Regions from separate parts of the Cricetulus griseus genome. Here region 1 is linked to region 2. The links are chromatin contacts, called in public Hi-C maps. All regions are on one chromosome and are shown on one strand. The core of a region is the stretch at or near the end of the contact, and the rest is flanking DNA. Distances in the headings are between cores, read along the strand shown. Region 1 holds the start of LOC113834516 (plectin). Region 2 overlaps LOC113834516 (plectin).

Region 1 (7,311 bases), core at 2,781-5,280, 48 kb before region 2:
AACCCATGTTCTTTAGAAGACAAACCAGTGCTTTTGACTACGGAGCCATCCAGCCCTTAAAAATAATCTATTTTAAGTAAAAAAAAAAAAAAAAGCAAAAAGCAGTTCAGAGGTTGGAGAGATGACTCAGTGGTTAAAACTGCTTGCTGTACTTTCAGGGTACTGTTTGAGTCCCAGTAACCATGTTAGGCAGCTCACAACTGCCTGTCACTCCAACTCCAGGATACCACTGATGCCTTTCGGTCTCTAAGTGAAATGACACACACATATAAAAAAAAAAGTCTTACCTGGAAGATGGTGGCACACACCTTTATTTTTTTAAACGTTTTATTTATTTATTATGTATACAACATTCTGCTTCCATGTATATCTGCACACCAGAAGAGGGTACCAGATCTCATAACAGATGGTTGTGAGCCACCATGTGGTTGCTGGGAATTGAACTCAGGACCCCTGGAAGAGCAGTCAGTGCTCTTAACCTCTGAGCCATCTCTCCAGCCCTCATGGCACACACCTTTAATCCCAGCACTCTGGAGGCAGAGGCAGGTGGATCTCTGTGTTTGAGGTGAACCTGGTCTGCAGAGTGAGTTTCAGGACAGCTGGAGCTACACAGAGAAACCCTGACTTGAAAAAACCAAGTATTAGCCGGGCGGTGGTGGCGCACGCCTTTAATCCCAGCACTTGGGAGGCAGAGGCAGGTGGATCACTGTGAGTTGGAGACCAGCCTGGTCTACAAGAGCTAGTTCCAGGACAGCCTCCAAAGAAAAAGAAAAAAACAAGTATTTGAATTAAATGTGTGAGCCATACTTGCCTGTAATTTGATATAAATGTAAACTTTCTATGGTCTTTCATTTGCTAATATGCGCTTATTTGTCTTCATTATTATCTTGGCTCTGGGATATAATGTTTAGATTCAAAATATGTATATTCTGACCAGGTATTTGAAGACACTGCTCTCCTTCCATCTTTATGTGGGTGGGTTCTGGGGCCTGAATTCAGGTCCTAGGCTCACACAGTAAGGGTCTTTACCTGCTGGGTCATCTTACAGCTCCCCCACAAAAGTTAGTATAATTGCTTTATTTTTATTTATTTATTTATTTATTTTGGTTTTTCAAGACAGGGTTTCTCTGTGGCTTTATTTTTATTTTTAAAAATATTTTATGTATGAGTGCTCTGCATGTATGCCTGTCGGCCAGAATAGGCCACCATATCCTATTATAGGTGGTTGTGAGCCACCGTGTGGTTGCTGGGAATTGAACTGAGGACCTCAGGAAGAGCAGCCAGTGCTCTTAACTACTGAGCCATCTCTTGGCCTGATTTGTTTTGTTTTTGTTTTTGGTTTTTTTTGTGTGTGTGTGTTTTGGAAAGATTAAAAAGAAATTGTGTCTTTCGTGGTGGGGGGATTATGTGTACTTGACTGCAGGTGACTATGGAGGTCTTTGATTCCCTCTGGAGCTGGAGCCTCAGGCTGTTGTGAGCCTTCTGATATGGGTGATGAGACTCAAACTTGGGTCCTCTGCAAGAGCAGTATCCACTCTTAACTGCTGAGCTATCTCTCCAGCCCCATGCTTGATGATTTAGTAACATCAGTATTGGAGTTGAGAAACCCAGTGTGGGATTCCCCATTTGTATTTGTATACTGACTTTGGTGTATATGTATATATTTGCAAAGTTTCTTCACTTCAAGCATTATGGTCATCTGTTAGGTGACAGGGGCATATCTTTCCCAGTGTCCTTGGCACTTCATGGTTCTCTCCATCTGGTGACATGGCCTCCAGCTCAGGGAAGCATCTTCCACTATGTCCCCAGGTGTGCCACCTGTGTCTCTTGGCTTATGGAGTTATTTTGAAGCCAGAGCTTAGCCCTCCTGCTGCTTTGTGCTCTCGCCTGTCTTCTTATGGTTCCTTTCTCTTTTCTTTTAGCTCTGTTCTCAGCACCAGTTCCTTAAATCCATCTAGAGTACCATGTAGTTAAATCTTTAGCTTTAGCCATTTCATTATCTAGCCCACTCACAGTTATCTCTGCAACCCTTTCCTCCTCCTTGTCTTCTTTTTCTTCCCCCTTCCTCCCTCCATCCCTCCCTCAGTTCCCCCCTCCCTTTCCTTTCTTATCCTGGGGATCCAGTCCACTTGCTCAGCAAGCACTCTGCCCCTGCACTGTCCCCAGCCTGGCAATCTCATCTGCAACGTTCTGTTTCTAATATTTAGACCCCTTTTCAGAACAGCTCATTTTGTTTTGTGGATGTTGTTTGTACTCATCTGCATTCTTCCTCCAAAGGCTATTTAGAATTTCTTTAAAAGCTCTGTTTGAAACCCTGAGTTTGTTCCTTCTGGACTGAAGTTGAGTTGGTTGGCTGAGGCCTCTCCTCTACTGTTTGAGGTTTGTTGTTGTTGTTGTTTGGTTTTTTTCAAGACAGGGTTTCTCTGTGTAGCCTTAGAGCCTGTCCTAGAACTCAATCTGTAGACCAGGCTGGCCTCTAACTCACAAAGATCCACCTGCCTGTGCCTCCCTAGTGCTGGAATTAAAGGTGTGCACCACCAATGCTGGCTACTGTCTGAGTCTTAACAGCACTGAAAGGCAATATAAGCTCCTGGCTGGGATTTCGACTGCTGAACCTGATTGTTGGTCCTAAGTTTAGGTGAGAGTGGGTGGAGTCTACCCACCTGCAGAGTTTCTTAGAGGAGTCAGACATCCCTAAAGGGCCTTTCCTGGAAGTCAACTCTCCAACTTGTCCCATAGAGGTGGTTAGTGTATTCCTCTGGACATAGCATGATGAGGGCCTTTAAGTTTTCGTTCAAATCCCAAACTCTTCCTTTCACCAGAGAGTTGAGTTCTGCTCTTTTTCTGGCCAGTGTAGGGATAGATTCCCAATACCTCACCCCAACTACCGTGCACTTGGCAGGTGGAACGAGTGTCACACCCACTGCTGCAGCAACAGTACCAGCTGCATCGGGAGCGCCTGATGCAATGCTGCCAGCAACGCCCCGTGGAGCAGGTCCTCTACCACGGCACATCGGAGTCTGCAGTGCTTGACATCTGCGCACACGGATTCAACCGAAGCTTTTGTGGCAGAAACGGTAAGGCCTGTGTAGGGCAGGGACACAGGCCATGTCGACACTGGTGACCCTCACCTTGTTGTCTCACCTGTCCTGTCCTGTAGGCACACTCTACGGACAGGGCGTGTACTTCGCCAAGCGTGCTTCCCTGTCGGTACTGGATCGCTACTCGCCTCCCAACACAGAAGGCCACAAGGCAGTGTTTGTGGCACGGGTGCTGACCGGTGACTATGGACAAGGCGCCCGCGGTCTGAAGGCGCCCCCTCTGAGGGCCTCGGGTCAGGTCCTTCGCTACGACAGCGCCGTGGACTGCCTCCAACAGCCCAGAATCTTTGTTATCTTTCATGACACCCAAGCTCTGCCCACTCATCTAATTACCTGCAAGAACATATCCCGGGATACCCCCTGATAACTGCCTTGGTCTCTTGAATCTTTTTTCCTGGACATTTGACCTAAGAGGACAACTTCTGATTCCCTAACTAAGCGTCAGGGCTTCCCCTCGGGGCGCTCCTTGCTGCTGGCTGGAAAGCCAGGATAACTGGACTAGGGAGGGCCAGACCTAACCGGTTCCTTGGCCTGCTCGACCGCCAGGGGTCAGTAGAACACGGCCGGAGGGTGCATTGCCAGGCACGCCCGTGTTGGTTGGACCGCGCCCTAGCGTGGCTCTGTCTTTGAATAAACGTGTACTTGAAACCAGTTAGATAGAAGGACTGGCTGGAACTCCGAATCCGACCTGTTTGGGGAGTGGGAGCCACCCATGTGGCTAAGGGCCGGGTCAGCTGTTCAAGGAAAGGGTGGGGGCGGCGGTGGGCCCTGAACCCAGGCATCTAGACTCCGGTGCACTCCTACGACCTCACGCTCGCCAGCAGCATCTCGGTCTCGTCCCGGTCGGCCAAGGTGTGCGCACTCAGTGGGTGCCGCCTGGATCTAGACATATCGTGGGCTCCAGATCTGCCACTTCCCGGATGAAGACTCCTGGCACGTAGCTGGGTCACGCGTAAATCGTTTGCTAGCTCCTGGAGGTGCCCAGGCAGCGCAGTTCTCGGTGGGACCGGGGCGGGGCTCTGAGTTCGCCCCGCCTGCGCTGCCTCCGCGGTTCTCCTGGCCCCAGGAGTCTGGCTGCAGCGGCTGAGAGAAGGCAAGCGGAACCACCAGGAGCGTAGATCTGGGAGGGTATGGATTGGCTCGAGAGTTTGGGGGACGCGTGTAGGGTGGGGTGGGGTGGGCTCAGACCACCCGGAACTAGGTGCTGCCTCGCAGCCTCTCTTGCTCTATGCAGAGAACAACACCTCCAGGGATCAGGAAATTGCGGAACTGGACCGGAGGTGCTTGAGTAGAAAAGGCTGCTGTGAAGGCAGGCTCGGCTGGGGGCTGGAGCAGAGACAGCCTACCGAGGGCCCCCGCGGTGCAGCGGGGTCGGGAGAGGCACCATCTCGAGGACCGCTGACTCTTTCCCAGCCCTTGGCCTGAGGGTGGAGGCACAGAGCCCACATTGTGCCCCCACGCTACGCCACCCTGCTGAGACAGAGCCCCATTCACCTCTTTGCACGCCAGTGCTCTTGGGGCAAGGAGCTGGGGCGTATGCACGCGTGGGTATGCGTGCGCTTTGGCTGCTCCTGCAGTAAGCTGGTGGGTTGCTAGAGCGGCTGCTGGGCTCCCCCGGGCCTTGCGGCATCCGAGTTCCCGCAACCCACGCCGCTGCGGCTCCAGCTATTTATAGGCGGTTGCTGCAGAGATCACAGAGATAGAGGTGGGACTGTGCGGACTGGAGGTGGGGTAAAGTGATGGGGATTCCTAAAGACTGAGGCAGGTGATAGAATGCAGTGACCAGGGCCTGGGGTTGGGGGTCCTTTTCTAAAGAGTGGGACAACAGGGGCACACAGGCAGTGTTTGTTGATGGCCTCCTTGCCAGCCCATTGGAGGATCAAGGGAGAGGGAACCCAAGATTGAAACGCAAGGGATCTAGTTGTCCCAGTGACAGGGCCCTATCAATGTGTACTTGGAGGTAGCGCCCTCTTCCTCTCTGCTTTGACAGGTGGAGGGTAGAGTCAGTGTCCTGTGTTGGGAATGGGGGTGAGGGAAGTAGTCAGCGTTTGGGTAACTAAGAGACAGGAATGATGGTCAGTGTGTGTGCGCTGGAGGAGGTGAGGATAGATGGGAATGGGGGAGAGAGGTTTCCAGTCTGAGCTGAGCACCAGAGGGTCAGTGTGTGGGCAAGAGAGAGCCTAGGAGGAGTTTGGTATCAATGTTTAGGTTAAGGAGGTGGTAGGTCAGTGTAAGGTATCAACTCCCCCCGCCCCAGGCGAGACTGAATCCCTCTTACTCTCCCCCCAAGAGGCCATGTCAGGGGAGGACTCGGAGGTACGGCCAGTGGCAGTGACTGAAGGGAGTTCCAATGGAAGCAGTGGCTCACCCAGCCCGGGGGACACACTGCCTTGGAACCTTGGGAAAACACAGAGAAGCCGGCGAAGTGGAGGTGGTTCTGTAGGCAATGGAAGCGTCTTGGATCCTGCAGAGCGAGCAGTCATCCGCATTGCAGGTAATGGGCAAGGGTCTGGTCTGCCAGCCTCCTTAGCATAGGTGTTGAACACCTTATATGTACTGCATGCAGATGCTGGACTGGCAGCTGAGGGAAGGCTTATCCTGTCCTGGTGCTGTGCGGACAGGCAGCACAGCTCCACCTGCTGGCTCTACCTTGGGAGCTGCAGAAGGATGGAAGTCCGGGGGCTGGCTTCCTGCTGCAGCTGCGCATCAGTGGTCTCAGGGAAAAGGGTCCAGAGGCCCATCTCCAATAGGAATAATTTCTTGGACTCATGAGGTCAAACTTCTTCTAGTTTTGGCTGCTGTCGGAGGGTTGGGGACACATTGCCACCTAAAAGTAGAAAATGCTTGATCTGTGAGAGCCAGGGTCCAGCTGTGCCTTTCCAGAGCTGCCAGTCCGAGGATGGGAAAGACCAATGGCACTCTGGGAGGCTGCAGGCAGTTGGAGGGTAGTTATCTGGAAGCCAGCCTGTTCTTTTGGGATATGGGTCACCTAGCGCTGGAGGCCATTGGGCGGGATGTCCTGGGAAAGGGAGCACTGGCCCCACCAGCAGAGACCTCTGGGAAATGATGAGGTATTTGAAAGGCAGGATGGGACCTTGCAGGAGGTAGGAGGGGTGAGAGTGGAATGGCCAGGTGTGGAGCACAGAAGTGGTACAACATCCAGGAACTTTAATGGTGAGAGCAAAGCAGCAGCTCCCCACTCTGCATGAAAGACTATTCATGATCCACACACACACACACACACACACACACACACACACACACACACACACACCATGCCATAAAAGTTTCATAAAAGGGGTTATTTTCTTACTTGGATTCATGAATACCCTGCACACTTCAGATTTTTAGAGACGGGGGTGTGGGTAGAGATGGGGCACCTCAGTAGCCCCCTTTTGCTGGTTGGGTGATTTCACTGCCCTTCATGTCCCCACCGGCTATCGTCTTTCTGTTCTCTGGTAATTTTCTAAGGACTGATTTCTGGAAGCTCTTTCTGCTCATGGTGCGTGTTGTGTTTAAAGTTCCCAGGAACAGTGCAGTGTCCGTGGGAAAAGGAAGGTGTGTCAATGTTGGGAGACAGGTCTGTGTCAGACGGATGGATAGAAGCCCCCCCCCACTTAATTACTAAAGTATTTTCTTTTGTAAATTGTGTACTCCGTTTCTCTTATATGCGATGTTTTCCTGTGCTCTAGGGGCTTTTTATATTCCGCTGTTACTACGGAGGAGACTTGTAAATAATAGCGAAAGGAGGGAGGGAGCCAGGCAGGAAGGGCCTCTCAACCAGATGGCCCAGGTGAAGTTGCCCGGGGCTAAGGAGAAGTCCCAGAGGGTCTAGGGAAATGGCCACCACCTAGGGCTGAGTTCTGGGTGAGGAGGACTAGACTGTCAGTCTGCCGCATCTGGTTCCCGAGTGGGCAGGGAAGTGTTTGCAACTGGATCTGTGCGAGATCAAGGCTCGGATTCCCGCGAAGGGGCGCCGGGCAGCGGACACTGCTACCGGGCGGTCCCCGACTGGCCGTCCCGGCCCCGCCCCGCCCGTGGGGCATCCTGGGTGCGGGGCGGGGCGGGGCGGGGGAGGCCTCTTTAAGCCGCGCGCGCGGAGGCGGCGGGGGCAGAGCGGCTGCCAGGGCTGGCCTTGCGCAGCGGGCCCGTTGCGTTCTGCTCCCGCCGGCATGGCCGATCTGCTGACATCTGGCCAGCCACCCGACGA
Region 2 (6,420 bases), core at 965-3,464:
GGTGACTTCAAAACAAGTCAGGGCAGAGAGGCAGCAGGAGGAATTATCTTCCACTGTTGGAGCCTGGTGCCTGCAGCGTGTATTGAATTCCTGCAGTTTCCTCTGGGAGGTGCCTGGAGCAGGGCCCTGCTGTCTCCTACGGGGCCCTTCAGAAGCACCTCTGCTTATACAGGCTGGTCATGCCCACATGAACCCTGAGAAGGAACCTGACGGGCAAGGGGACTGTAGGAGCTAGATAGTCGGTGCTATCTAGCCAGTGCACTGCTCCTGTGCTGGTGCCCACCATAGGCTCCTTGGGCCCCATTGCTGGCATATGCCTTTAATCCCAGCACTCTGGCAGCAGACACAGAGGCAGATAGATCTGCGAATCTGGTCTACATAGGAGTTACAGGCCAGTCATCCAGGATTACCCATTGAGACCCCTGCCTCAAAACCAGAACAACCCTCCAACCCCAAACAAAAATTCAACTTCCCCATGGCAGGATTGGAGATGTTAGTGAAGTGGGTAGTATGTCTTTAGGAGGGTATGGGGCCGGGCTCTGTTTGCTAGGATGTCTGAAGGAATGTGTCTATATAGCCCTGCTCAGTGGGTGTCTCTGCCCCCGCCTCCCATCCCCACTTGCCTGCAGGCCCATGCTCATCGATATGAACAAAGTCTATCGTCAGACCAATCTGGAGAACCTAGACCAGGCTTTCTCGGTGGCAGAGCGGGACCTGGGAGTTACAAGGCTACTGGACCCAGAAGGTATGAACTACTCACTGGCTGGCCCCATCTTCACCCTTGCTGCTTGAGCCCCACTGAACCAGGCTTCCTCTACAGATGTGGATGTCCCTCAGCCTGATGAGAAGTCTATCATCACCTATGTTTCATCCCTGTATGATGCCATGCCCCGTGTGCCTGGCGCACAGGATGGGGTGAGAGCCAATGTGAGTGGGTCGCCCACGATGGGTGAAAGGTGGGCCTCAGCCTAGAACCCAAGACCCTGATGGCTGCTTGCTCACTCCTTTGCTCATAGGAGCTGCAGCTTCGCTGGCAGGAGTACCGGGAGCTTGTGTTGCTGCTTCTGCAGTGGATCCGGCATCATACAGCTGCCTTTGAGGAGCGCAAGTTCCCCTCCAGCTTTGAGGAGATTGAGGTGGGTCTGCTTACTTGGGCTGGTATCCTTGGGTTGTCTTGGTGTAGCGAGCGGCTGACACCCCGTGTCTCCATAGATCCTGTGGTGCCAGTTTTTGAAGTTCAAGGAGACAGAGCTCCCGGCCAAGGAGGCAGACAAGAACCGGTCCAAAGGCATCTATCAGTCTTTGGAGGTAAAGTTAGGCCCTCCTACGGGAAGTGAGTGGGGTGTCTACTGTTTTTTGGGCTACCTGGGGGTATGAGGGCCAGATATTCCCTGGGTAGATAAATTGAGGTCTCCATGAGCCCCAGAGTCGATGTCTCTCAAGTATAGCTTGACCTTGCCTAGTGCTTAGGGACCAAAGTTGTACCAGGTTGTGGAGGAGATGAGCATCCGGGAGTCCTTGTGTCCAGTTCAGGCCTGAGCTTGTCCCTGTTCACAGGGGGCAGTACAAGCAGGCCAGCTCAAGATTCCTCCTGGCTACCACCCGCTAGATGTGGAAAAGGAATGGGGCAAGCTGCATGTGGCCATCCTGGAGCGGGAGAAGCAACTCCGGAGCGAGTTTGAGAGGTGGGCCATGTGGAGGGTGGTGGCAGTGTGGGAGGCAGCAGGCGGGTGGGGCCCTGCGGTGGCAGGGGAACCACCCCAGGGTGAGTCATTGCCTGAGGAGGAAACCCCCCCCCCCCACCAGGCTGGGGAATCCAACTAAGCTCCAGTGCTCGGGACCAGCAGGACAGTACGCCCCAGGCAGGCAGTGAGGCTAGAGCAGAGGGGAGCCACTCTATGGTGCTGGAGTGTGGTGGGCCCAGTGACTCACTGTGGGGCTTTGGGGTGATCTGGTTCATAGGCTGGAGTGTCTTCAGCGAATTGTGAGCAAACTGCAGATGGAGGCTGGGCTGTGTGAGGAACAGCTGAACCAGGCTGACTCCCTACTGCAGTCGGTGAGGGGGAGAGGAGAGGCGGGGCAAGTGGGCGGGGTGGCAGGGTAAGGGTGGGGTGGGCACCCCTCCAGGCCTGAGGGAGGTAGGAGGAGCTCTGAGCTGCTTACTCTGCAGCCAGGGCTGTGGCCTGCTGGGCTATGGGCGCAGGGTGTGGCACTAGGGCGGGAAATCCAGGCCCTTCTGGTTTGCTGCCAACTCTGACCTCCTTTTATGAACAGAGCTGACTTCTGGCCACTAGGCAGGACTCTGCCTCCCTGCCTCATTCCAGAGTGGCCCTCTTTCCTTCACCCCCTCCCTCTTCTGGAAATGGGAAGTGGGGAGACCCCAGCCTCATTGTTGGATAAGTGCCCTGGGGCCCAGAAGGCCCAGGGCTGTGTGGGCCTGGGTGGGAGAGGTTGTGTGGTAGATGACGGAGGGACTCTGTGTACAAAGCTGTGGCAGTCTCTGTCCTTGGACCTAGTGGGAATCTTTTGGATGGATCCCGATTCCCCAGAGAACTGATACAGATTTGTCTAGAAGCATGCTAGTAAGATATGTGGGATTGCCAGGAAGGGAAGGAAAGAACGGGGATTCCAAGGCTGTGAGCCAGACAGGACCTTGATCTTAGGCTGGGGAAGCCGGTGAAGGGGCAGCCTTGGTTGAGAACTGTAGGCAGTGAGTAGGAGAGTCAGCCAGACCAAGTCACACAGGATCATCTTTCAGGATATTCGGCTGCTGGCCTCAGGCAAGGTGGCTCAGCGGGCCGGGGAAGTGGAGCGAGACCTGGATAAGGCTGATGGTATGATCCGGCTGTTGTTCAATGATGTGCAGACCCTTAAAGATGGGCGCCATCCACAGGGTGAACAGATGTACCGGAGGTAGGCACCATACCTGGGAAGGGTGGGTTAGGAGGCCTGAGATCCATCTGACCCTCTTCCCAACTCTGGTGCCCTCTCAGGGTGTATCGTCTGCATGAGCGCCTGGTAGCCATCCGCACTGAGTACAACCTCCGGCTGAAGGCAGGAGTGGCTGCCCCTGTGACCCAAGTGACCCTGCAGACTACACAGAGGCGCCCAGAGCTAGAGGACTCTACACTACGCTACCTGCAAGACCTGCTGGCATGGGTAGAGGAGAACCAGCGTCGAATAGACAGTGCTGAGTGGGGTGTGGATTTGCCTAGTGTGGAGGCACAGCTGGGCAGCCACCGAGGCATGCATCAGTCTATTGAGGAGTTTCGCGCCAAGATCGAGCGGGCACGGAATGATGAGGTAAGCCGTACACTTGGGGTAGGCAATGGTTGTGGGCCAGGCCCAGGCACCGCAGACCTTACTACTTGTATCTTTTGCAGAGCCAGCTCTCCCCTGCCACCCGGGGTGCCTACCGAGACTGTCTGGGCCGCCTAGACCTACAATACGCAAAGCTGCTGGTGAGTGGGGGGTGGGGTGGGGGCTGCAGGTGGCTGGGAGGGGTAGGCAGCAGCAGCAGTCAGCTGACTCATTCTTTCCTACTTAAAGAACTCCTCCAAGGCCCGCCTCCGGTCCCTGGAGAGCTTGCACGGGTTTGTGGCGGCTGCTACCAAGGAGTTGATGTGGCTGAATGAGAAGGAAGAAGAGGAAGTGGGCTTTGATTGGAGTGACCGAAACACCAACATGGCTGCCAAGAAGGAGAGTTACTCGGTGAGGCAGCGTTTTCTTCACAGGGCTGCCATGTCCACCTGCGCCCTTCCCACTCACACCCGTTTTGTCTCCCACCGTTGGGAGCCCCTTGAGTTCAGCCTCAGGGCTCTGTGAAGATGGGCGTGGGACTTGCATTGCATTTACAGCCTTCCCGAAATTGTCCCTGACGCCCCTTCCCTTTTTGTCAGGCCCTGATGCGTGAGCTGGAAATGAAGGAAAAGAAGATCAAGGAGATCCAGAATACTGGAGACCGGCTGCTGCGGGAAGACCATCCTGCCCGGCCCACAGTGGAGGTGGGGGCCAGGCTTCAGGGAACCTTATGACCATCGGTGGGGGTGGGGCAATGGGACTGGTGGTGTGGGGGTGGGGCCTAAGGACCGTCTTGTCTACAGTCCTTCCAGGCTGCCTTGCAGACCCAGTGGAGCTGGATGCTCCAGCTGTGTTGCTGCATTGAAGCACACTTGAAAGAGAACACAGCCTACTTTAAGGTAAGGACTAGAGCCTCTCTCTCTCCTGTGGCTTGGCTGCAGTGCTCTGGAAGAGCCCCCGTCGTACCTGACATGTGTAGCCCTGGCTGCTAGTCCTCCTGTGGGGTTCCAGCACCTCTGCCCTCCCTCCGGTGTGGCTTCTTGTACTATGCTTGCCCAGGGTTTGGGCCTGTCAGCCCTGTGTGACCCCTTCTGCTGTCCCAGTTCTTCTCAGATGTTCGGGAGGCTGAGGAACAGTTGCAGAAGCTACAGGAGACAATGCGCAGGAAGTACAGCTGTGACCGCTCCATCACCGTCACCAGGCTGGAGGACCTGCTGCAGGATGCCCAGGTGAGGCAGACACGAACAAGGAACAGAGGGACAGACTGGATGGAACATGGGCTGTGTGGGTACCTGTGGATGGGATAGAAGGCCCAACAGGGCTAAGGAGACACACAGGGTGCAGGTGTACAGCAGACGGAAAAACGGTGACAGGTTGGTGGGCTGGCATGAGCCCCAGACCTTAGAGTCTACCTGAGTGGAGCTGTCACCAGCCCTGTGGTGAATAGACATTGACATCATGGCCTGATGACTGAAGCAGGCATAGCTGTAGGGCCGTGAATGGCAGCTGGGCAGCTGGATGTGGTAACCTTATCCACTGGGGTGTGGTGGGGGTATCTACAATAGTCTCAGCTCTCTGGATAGGGAGAGGCAGAGGGGAGAGGAGGAAGCTGGTTCTATGATCTGCAAGGACTGAGCCAGCTACAGTACTTACCTGAGAGGATGGGAGAGGGCCAGGTGCTCCAGGATGGACTCTGTCCTTGAACTGTTCTTGGTGAAGTTTGTTCTCCCATCCCATCCCTTAGACAGGTTAGACAGGGGAGGAGGATGACTTTCTTCTACAACTAGAAGGGGAGGGAGTAGGGGTGAGGTCATTGCAGGGGCCGGCTCATAAGTAGGCCCTACCCCTTCTTTAGAGGATGTAGGTGTAGCCTAGGGTAGGGATGGGGTACCTAGTCTTGCTTGGAAGGAAGGAGATCAATGGAATCAACTTGTGGAGGCCTGTACCCTCTTGCAACTGTACCTGCCTTGAAGTGCCCTCATTCCCAGCATCCAAAGCCTCCCCAGACAGTCTGCTGCTTTCTGGGCCAGGTGTCTCTGCATCTGGAGCTACATGGGTTGACCCTGAGCCTCCCCCTCCCCACAGGACGAGAAGGAGCAGCTGAACGAGTACAAGGGGCACCTCTCAGGCCTGGCCAAGAGGGCCAAGGCCATTGTGCAGTTGAAGCCACGCAACCCTGCTCACCCGGTGCGGGCCCATGTGCCCCTGGTGGCTGTGTGTGATTATAAGCAGGTGGAGGTAAGAGCTGCGCTAGGCAGTGCCCAAGCCGGGATGGGGGTGGGAGGTATGGTTCCGCCAGGGCATGGTTTTCTTTGCCTACATTGCTTACTGCTCTGACAATCCCAGGTGACTGTACACAAGGGTGACCAGTGCCAGCTAGTGGGTCCTGCCCAGTCTTTCCACTGGAAGGTGCTCAGCGGTTCCAGCAGTGAGGCTGCTGTGCCTTCAGTGTGCTTTCTTGTGCCACCACCCAACCAGGAGGCCCAGGAAGCTGTCACTAGGTGGGTGACCAAGGGTTCACAGCTGTAGGGGGGTTGTGGACAGTGAGGAGGGTTCTAGATCCCCCTGAACATGGTCCTTGTCTCCTAGACTGGAGGCCCAGCATCAGGCCCTGGTTACACTGTGGCACCAGATTCACGTGGACATGAAGAGCCTTCTGGCATGGCAGAGTCTCAGTCGTGACATACAGCTCATCCGGTCCTGGTCCCTCGTCACGGTAGGATTGCACACTGGCCATGGGTACTGGGAAGGATGGGAGGTGGTGTCTTGTGGGCACCAGCTGGCCTGGCCCCATTCTCAATGATGTGTGTCACCTCCAGTTCCGCACACTGAAGCCAGAGGAGCAGCGCCAAGCTCTGCGTAACCTGGAGTTGCACTACCAGGCCTTCCTTCGAGACAGCCAGGATGCTGGTGGCTTTGGGCCCGAGGACCGGCTGGTGGCAGAACGGGAGTATGGATCTTGCAGCCAGCACTACCAGCAGCTACTACAAAGCCTAGAGCAGGGTATGGGGTGGGCAAGGCCCTGTGGTGTGGCAGGTAGGCAGGGGTATGTTGTCCATTTCTGATTAACCTGGTTGTTTCTCCAGGTGAGCAAGAGGAGTCTCGCTGTCAGCAATGCAT

The links. A called contact is a pair of places that touch in the nucleus more often than the background predicts.
Region 1: a Hi-C map of liver shows a contact between it and region 2, with 6 times the contacts expected there. The contact joins the promoter of LOC113834516 here to the enhancer-like site in region 2. A contact is called at or near these places in 6 of 8 Hi-C or Micro-C datasets (the CHK-Q cell line, the CHL-YN cell line, the CHO-K1 cell line and 2 more).

The regions. Positions count from the first base shown.
Region 1 is chr2:373,528,949-373,536,259 of CriGri-PICRH-1.0, reverse strand. LOC113834516 (plectin) reads left to right here and starts at 4,030. Exons shown (of 33, transcript XM_035440687.1): 1 at 4,030-4,194; 2 at 5,392-5,595. The coding sequence starts at 5,397. Parp10 (protein mono-ADP-ribosyltransferase PARP10) reads left to right here. Exons shown (of 10, transcript XM_027404194.2): 9 at 2,903-3,077; 10 at 3,161-3,756. The coding sequence ends at 3,465.
Region 2 is chr2:373,480,020-373,486,439 of CriGri-PICRH-1.0, reverse strand. LOC113834516 (plectin) reads left to right here. Exons shown (of 33, transcript XM_035440687.1): 8 at 630-745; 9 at 821-927; 10 at 1,017-1,136; 11 at 1,213-1,308; 12 at 1,558-1,685; 13 at 1,963-2,056; 14 at 2,759-2,913; 15 at 2,994-3,303; 16 at 3,384-3,461; 17 at 3,550-3,711; 18 at 3,900-4,004; 19 at 4,104-4,199; 20 at 4,404-4,529; 21 at 5,386-5,538; 4 more. Among named protein-coding and RNA genes, the nearest start is that of Parp10, 59 kb to the left of the region's middle. Within about 2 kb of position 2,214, at least 4 of the 6 cell types and tissues checked have open chromatin away from gene starts, as enhancers often do. A contact at or near this core is called in the CHO-K1 cell line and fibroblasts, where this site is marked.